2 separate regions of the Oryzias latipes genome follow, and region 2 is linked to region 1. Evidence: chromatin contacts called from public Hi-C data. All regions are on one chromosome and are shown on one strand. Each heading gives the region's core, a stretch centred on a gene start, on an enhancer-like site or on the middle of the called end of the contact. The rest is flanking DNA. Distances are from core to core; before and after follow the strand shown.

Evidence for each region. Hi-C and Micro-C count contacts between places; a contact is called where the count stands out from the background.
Region 2: a Hi-C map of gastrula embryo shows a contact between it and region 1, with 1.9 times the contacts expected there. The contact joins the enhancer-like site here to the promoter of zdhhc8 in region 1. A contact is called at or near these places in 4 of 5 Hi-C or Micro-C datasets (embryo, fibroblasts and gastrula embryo).

Annotation. Positions count from the first base shown.
Region 1 is chr9:23,223,980-23,228,285 of ASM223467v1, forward strand. zdhhc8 (probable palmitoyltransferase ZDHHC8) reads left to right here and starts at 1,761. Exons shown (of 11, transcript XM_004072857.4): 1 at 1,761-2,028. The coding sequence starts at 1,925. It overlaps pgam5 (serine/threonine-protein phosphatase PGAM5, mitochondrial), which reads right to left and starts at 1,162. Exons shown (of 6, transcript XM_011479518.3): 1 at 670-1,162; 2 at 65-237. The coding sequence starts at 890.
Region 2 is chr9:23,278,709-23,282,504 of ASM223467v1, forward strand. zdhhc8 (probable palmitoyltransferase ZDHHC8) reads left to right here. Exons shown (of 11, transcript XM_004072857.4): 2 at 2,159-2,280. Among protein-coding and RNA genes, the nearest start is that of LOC111947951, 16 kb to the right of the region's middle. Within about 2 kb of position 2,228, at least 1 of the 8 cell types and tissues checked has an H3K27ac peak or open chromatin away from gene starts, as enhancers often do. A contact at or near this core is called in gastrula embryo, where this site is marked.

The sequences.
Region 1 (4,306 bases), core at 511-3,010:
GCAATGATCAGACACAGAATGTCCCTGGACTGGACCGTTTATCAGAATCTATTTTGAAATTGACCTAATGGAGTGAGGATCCGATCTTTATCGCTGGTGCCGCTCAGGTTATACTGGGAGTGTCTGATGAGGAGGATGTTGCGCGTTGCCTTGGGCTTGCTGTTGTCCTGCTCTGAGCTGGGGTCTTCTGTGGAGCTCTCTTTCCTCTTCCCATTGGACAGCACGGACGGGTCTCTCCTAGAAGGGTTAAGACATGGTTATTTTCAGATTAAGAGTGGCTTAGGTTGGGGGAAAAAACTGGGTTATCTCAAGAGTAATTCAAGATCAAGAGCAGTTCATTACTTTGAAAGCCTTCCCTGTGTAAGGCGTTTCTACGATGGAAAAAAATAAAAGTTTAAACTTCTTACCTAAAGAATTTGAAATTGCTGTAACTTAATTAACACTTAGATCAAACAGGTATAAATAATATATCACATTAGTGGTTTTAGGTTTGTTGCTAAATTTATACTATGTTTCTAATCCGTAAAACGCAGTTTTGATTTTCATAATAAAATCTTTTCTGTAAGCAACTATCTCCGGGTTTGTTTGTTTTTTTGTTTTTGTCTCGTTACAAAAGTGAGACAAGAAAAACAAATACCAATGGCGGGGCCAAACTGGGTGGTCACTTACTTGTCCCAGTTGAAGTCCCAAGCGTGTCCGGTCGGCGTTGGAGTATGGGTGCCCGGTGTCCACGCCGGCTGTGCAGCTTGAAGAACGGGGAACTTGGACCTCCAAACCCTCCTGGCCTCCCCGCTGGGCTCCCCTAGGTATCCACGAGAGTCAGCAAACACCAAGACGGCGGAGCCTCCAGCGAGCCCGCAAAGAACTTTCACAGTTTTCCGATAAAACATTCTGAGAGCCGCCGAAGTAGCACAGCGAAGCTAGCTTATTAGCTGAGCTCAACCGGGGGTGTTGTAAATAAAAAACGTGACGTTGTTTATCCTCAAAAATATTTCTCCAACGCTAACAGTCGTTTGAATATTAGATAAAGTCCAGTGAGGCAAAAAAAAATCTTATTCTGTGGCACAAGTATCCAATATATTTTGAGACTTAACGAAAATGAACGAAGCACAGAAGAAACAGAAAAGCCATCCAGACCAGTGCGATGATCTACGGTGGCCAGCCAGAGTCAAACCTTTCTATTTCGCTCTTTGCCTCACGAGGGCGCCCTAGACTCATTGATGTAGCTATTTTTTTTATCCCAATCGAGGAATCATTTTAACATAGATCACTTAAAAAAATAATAATTGTGCACATTTATAGGCATATATAAACCCCTGTGACTATGGTTTATTATCTCAAAATATCCCTGTCAGAATCACACAATGGGCTTTGGGTGTTTTCAGAAAACAAAAATAGTGAATAAGCCCAAATACTTTTACTTTAATTATGTTTCCTTTTTCAATTAAACTTATATTTAGCCTCTGTTAGTGTAAACAGCATAAAACTGTAAAATTCACGAAGAATTTGCTATTACTGCATACAACTATTCCAAGACAATGAATTTCGATGAACAAATCTGAAATTTGGCAAAAGTCGGGAAATATATTTTACGTGTATAAAGGCGGGTTAGTGCGATTAATGGCGTCCAAGATAACCTAGCATAATCATTTTTATTAAGGAGGTTTTGTAGCGGCGAGGCTCCACCTTTTTCGAGCGGTTCTGTGACCTCAGCAGTGGGCTGGATTTTTTTTTTTTTTTGTCGGGCTTTCACAGTGTACTCCCGTCCACAAACGTCTTGGACCTATGCGGCTTCAGCGACAGCCACAGGACCGCTCGTGCCGCTCCCAGCCGCTGAGAGGCCCGCTGATCAGCACGCTGGACGTCCGTTTCTTCCACGCGCCTCCAATCGGAATAAATAACTGAGGAATGTTGGATTTACAGAATGCCCAACAGCGCTGGAAAGAGATTTAAACCCACCAAATACATCCCGGTGTCCACTGCTGCCACACTCCTCGTCGGATCGACCACTTTATTTTTCGTCTTTACGTAAGTTTTCGCGGCTCCTCGTTGTCATGGTTAGATTTCTAGGGACCGCGGTTGCAGATATAACACACTCACAGAGGGTCTTAGCTGCAAGTTTGAACGGGCGGATTGATGGGTCGGGGTGTGGGGAGGGCATACCTACCCCATCTGCAGACCCATAGGTCTAAAATGCTGACGTGAAGAGGAGCGGCCCCTGGACTTGTTCCTGGAAAGAGGAACTTCATCGAAGTGGACATCTAGGACCAACACAGGCCCAAATAACTCAATTCCCCACCAGCTCTTCCAAAGATGCAACTGATGATGCAGTTCAAAGGGTTGCATTGATGTCATTCCTCTCAGTCGGAATTCCAACTATAGAAATCTGCTCAGAGGAACTGTAATCACAATCTGATGTTGCAGAGCGTTACCTCCTAATCTCACTAAATGGGTTGTGCAGATGGAATCATAACTTCCTAGTTTCTCTAGAAGTCATTATGATCATGGTTTTGAATGGAGGAAGTTGAGTGTACTAAAACACAGAATAAGGATGACAGCAGAGGCAGAGATATATATGGTCTGAGTCATCCGTCCTTCATGCATTCATCTTATGATAGTCCTATGTTTATCAATGAAAATCCACCTGGGGGGGATTAAAATGAAGCCAGAAACTCTTTGGTAGTCAAACACTAATGCAGTTTCCAACCATCCATGTGGCAAATGACAACATTTTGGAATCTGGTTCTTCGCTTCCAAGGCTTCGGAAGCTTTTGCGGACTTTGATCCACCACAGACGCACACAAGGATGCCAAGTAATTCTGCCGTAATGTAGCTTTTTTTAATGGTCATAATCTGTCCAGGCATAAAATTATCTTAAATGTCTCAGGTGTGTCTTAGTACCAAAACTTCGCATGGCGTTTAGGGTTTTTGCTAATAGTCCCAAAGATCCCAGCATTCCTTGGTGTGCCTTAGTTTGAATAAACAAATTGACTGATTTACATGTCTTGATTTCCATTGTTCCCTTTCATTTCAGTAGTCAGCGTATGTTTGTCTTGAGAGTCACCAGGCCTTGTTTTGTTGGGTTTCGTGCAACATGCCGCTTAAAGGTTCAGCTCCTAACAGATGGTTTAAGGTTGGGGATTAAGGTTGTATTTTGTTGCTCCTTTGCTCCAGGGTTAGAGGTGCAGTCGATGTGGCAGGTCCACATCGACTGCACCTGGCGGGGGTGGCGGAGGCGGCGTAGGCAGGGCCGCAGCCTCATCTGTAGTGAACTTAGTCTAACCTTGTGTGGTTGCAGAAGATGGCTGCACACGCCGGAGTACAGCAGCGTGCCTTTATGCGAAAACCTTCTAACCAAAATAACATGCAGCTAAATGCAAAATTAGGACCATGCCGAGTCACATGGTCAGCTGGGGTCAAAACCATGTCACGCACACATATGCACACACACATACACACACAGATGTGAGTTTACGCTGAATGCCAGAGACATGGCAATCTTTTTTTATTCACTGGCCGCAGTGTGTTAGAGGTCTTGGGGTGTTGCCAAAAAGCCAAATTGGTGTCATCTGGGTAATGGAGGAGACCTGAGGACAGCACTAGTACCCACACACACACACACACACATGCAGGAACATTTTTTCCTGGGTTTGGCTTGCTGACACCTGGCATCAACAAATACGTACGGGGGGATTTTTAAATTCTATCCTTTACAATTACAAGTGATGATTTAATCCATGAGTACAGATTTAAACATGGATGCAGTTGCAGCTTAGTGTTTTTGTGTGTCTGAATTTGTCCCGAATCTCCACTGCTGCACAGCAGAAGCTGCTTAATCGCCACCGCTGACCACAAGCCAAACCGCTACCTATCCAGGAAACAGACCTGTCATGTAGGCCGTCGCACGCCAAGGCGACAGTTGGTGTCAGGGCACGCGAGTGGATGTTCCTAAACTATGTGGGCCAAACTAGGGAGCTCTGATTTTTGCTGTGAGTTGAAGCCAAGATGGAGAACAGGCATGACGGGGGATCTAATCACTGGCTTCCACATCTGTTTCCTCCCTTTCATGCAGTGACTCAGACTTCATTCGGAGTCACTATGTTTTGTGTCTGTCCTCCAGTCAGAGTCTCTTTAGAGACTTAAGAGAGATATTTCTGAGGTGGTGGCAAAGAGTGTGCAGAGAGGTCAAAAATGCCCGACCTACTCAAGGTTTGGCACTAAATCACCACTATACCCGGGAATCTGACTTTCTTAGCACATTTTGATTATGGCCCACATGTTTGCTTTGGCTTGAGTCTGTTTAAGG
Region 2 (3,796 bases), core at 978-3,477, 55 kb after region 1:
AAGGTTGGACGTGTTGTGCGTTCAGAGATGCTTATTTGCTGATCTTGTTGTAACCAGCAGTTTTTTGAGTTACTGTTACTGTTGCCTTTCTATTAGCTAGAACTGGTCTGGCCAGTCTCCTCCGACCTCTGGCATCAACAAGGCATTTCCGCCCACAGAACTGCCACTTACTGGACATTTTCTCTTTTTCTGACCATTTTCTGTAAACCCTAGAAATGCTTGTGCGTGAAAATCCCAGTAGATCAGCAGTTTCTGAAATACTCAGACCAGCCTGTCTGGCACCAAGAACCATGCCCCATTCAAAGTCACTTCAGTCACCTATCTTCACCATTCTGATGCTTGGTTAGAACTGCAGCAGATCATCTTGTTCATGTCTGCATGCCTAAATGCATTGAGTTGCTGCCTTGTGATTGGCTGATTAGAAATTTGTGTTAATGAGGAGTTGGACTGGTGTGTCTAATAAAGTACTAAAGTGGCCAGTGAGAGTAGTTGCAAATGAGACTTTAGATGATTGAAGCAACAATGGAAAATCCTTCAACAAAAGCAGAAATCCAATTTGTTAAAAAAAACCTGAATATTTCTCTTATAAAATCTAAAATAATATAAAACCGATCACCAAATTAGAAACATAAATGGTAAAATACTCGAGGGGGTTTATAAATATTCTTTGTGTTTTGTGTTTTTTGATGAGCAAATTCTGGATTCAGTTTGACATAAGCAGGAATCAGGGTCTGACACTATCATCTGCACTCTAAAGTGCAAATGTGTCAGGAGTGTGAACAGCCTGGAGGCTGGTGTGAAGGTGTTTGCCTGTCTCTCACCACCAGACTGACTCCAGACGCGTCTGAAAATCTGTCGGGCCGAGGAGCAAAGCAGGATTAATTCCTCTTCATGTCCTGTGTCTACTTTGCTTCCTTTGTCTAAATCAGAAGATCCAATTTAAATTGATGTTCATGATGTTTGTTTTTCTTATTTTGGTTATCACTTTCTTAAATTTAGTTCAACTTCAGAACTTAAATTTAAAAGCTCCTGACATTATGTCTGTTGTGGCAACAGAATCTTGATGCAGACTTATTAACTAGATGAAGTTTGGTGTTTCGAGGCAGCAGTTTAAGTGGTCCAAACATCGTTTATGGGGATTTTGTGGTTACTTGTTACACATCTACAAAGTCTGCAGCTCTGCGTGTGATCTTAATTAAACTTTCTCTGACTGTGCTTCTTCACATTTTTTTAAATTCTGAAAAGTTGCCTAACATCAAAAGGATCTGAAATCGGTTAAGTTCAGTTACATATAATGGGTTAAAAACATATTTAACTCTGAAAAACAACAACATTTCTTATTGGAAATTGAGAGCTTCTCTTGCTATTTTGATATGACGACAGTATTTGGAGTTTACAGAATCTTTTTTTTTTATTTTTCCTAAATAAATTTGATTGTTGCAACTCCAAATCTGACATTAGAAATCAGAATTCTTAATTTTAAGACAGAATATCTGACTTATGTTAGAAGTAAATGTGACATTATGTGACTAAATTTCAATTGGTAAAGTTCTTGAAGATTGTCAAAAAAATAAATAATTGTACACAACTTCTCTCACTGCACACAAAACCTACTATAAATCAATTGTAGATAAAGTCAGAATTTTTTTTTTCATAGATTCTGTTGAAAAATAAATTCTTAATAACTAAATGAAAACAATTATCTCCGCCCATTATTCGTCATAAAGGTTGCTAGTGTTTTACAGTGATGTTGTAAAATCTGATCCATGCTAACCATCACATCCCTGAGGACTGGCGCTGATTAACTGTGTAAGAGGCTCAACCTTCACACTTCTCTGCACCACTAGTGGCTTTTTGCAGCCTGAGCTCTGAATTATTCAGCAAAGTATAAATGAGCTCTTGAATTTGGAGGAGCAGATATAGATTGACGATAATCTCTGTGCATGAGCACCAGGAATTGACTTTTTGATATCGGAACAGGCTGGAGAGGTCTGCTGGAAGCGTGTGCTGGCAAGCAGCCATGACTGAGGTTATTGTGTTGAAGTTACAAAAGTAAAAAAGAACAAGCGTAGGACTTCTATTAAAACATATTTGATCCAAATTTCACAATGATTTTTGGAAATCAGTCATAACTCAATCTTTTTGTGTGTGTCCACAGGTGCCCCTGGCTAGCAAAGGTGATCTCTCCTGCTGTGCCTTTCTACAATGGCCTCGTCTTTCTCTTTGTCTTGGCCAACTTCAGCATGGCAACCTTTATGGATCCTGGTGTTTACCCCAGAGGTTCGTACCCAAGTTACCCCAGCATTTCTCACCACATGCCTATTTCATCACAGCACCATAAACGGCCTACAGTACAAATCTATGAACCTTTACAATAGCCGCGTTTACATGGGCAAAAGTAATCGGAATGAACGCCTGATCGGAAAGAAAATGCGTCATGTAAACGCGCCGTTCGGAATACTCTGCCCCGGTCAGACTCATTCGGATCAGAATTTCTTTCCGATCGAGATAGGTGGGTTATACCGATCGTTTATCCGATCGTAGAGCATGTAAACGGTCATTCCGATCGTGTGTCACTGCTGCTCTGGTTTACGTCACGCATAGACGGTGTTTCGCTGAGAGAAAGCTTTGGAGCGCATACGGGACCGACCAGCTCTGCGGACACCCCGTGAAAAGCGCCGCTCCGCTCTCGCCCCGCTGGCTCTCCCCTCTCTTACACCCCTCACGGGGGAGATTCGGAGGAGGAGCGCTCACTCGGTCCACTGGCACCCGAGTGAGCAGAGCAGCTGGATTAATAATGTTGTGTCGGGGGGGGGGGGGGGGGGGGGGGGGGGGGTTACGTGTGCGTTTTGTTGTTTTGTTATGTGTGGGAGAATTCAGACTGCGAGCCGTCCCGCCGCTCTTGGTTAGCGGCTGCAGGACTCAGGAGGAACCGTGTTCGAACAGAGCTCGGGCCGCTAGCTCACAGAGTGGCTTTGGGGCGGTCTGTGTGAACTTTCAGAGCAGAAATAAATGTCGCTCAGTCCTTAGAAAGCTGCAGATTGCTGCGTTTCTCGCACGGTCCTGGATTTTGTGTCCATCCATCAGGCTAATGATGTTAGCCCGTGTTAGTCTGTCCTAAGCTTTCGTCCAGCTTAATTCTTCCACAAAAAAAGCACTGACCACACAGATTAAATATAACGACGAGCGAACAGGCAATTCATAATATTCATGACATTAATAAAAGCACGTTTGGAAGATCGTCTCGTATGTTACCGAGCTGCTGCATAAATGTCTGTGGAAGCGGTTTGTTTACAACGGGACCTATATCCGCATCCGGGTGATTTTTACACTACTGCGCATGCCCAAATGATTCATTCCGAACGAGAGTATGAGCCATGGGAACGTTTGTTCTAATCGGAAAGAGGTTTTCTGATCCCATGTGCACTGGTGAATTTTAACCCGACCATTGATCCGATCAAGATATTCTGCCCATGTAACCGCGGCTAATTGTCTTGTCTAACAGGCTGCTGTTGATGGTACTCTAAATGAACATTTGTCTTGAGGTTAACAGGATCCTTTAAGATGTCCAACTTTCTAAATTTAACTAAAATATTTAGAATTCACATGGTCTAAAGGTCAAAATCCAAACGTTGGTTCTCTGATTATTTACCTGGTCAGACTCATAAGCACATCTGCTGTACTGCTTGGAAGATACAACACTAATTGAATTGTATTATATTAACCTGGAAAATGTTCTATTTTTTTTCATTCTCCCCAAAATAAATTAGGTGGATGAAGTTCATTTTGTAAATGC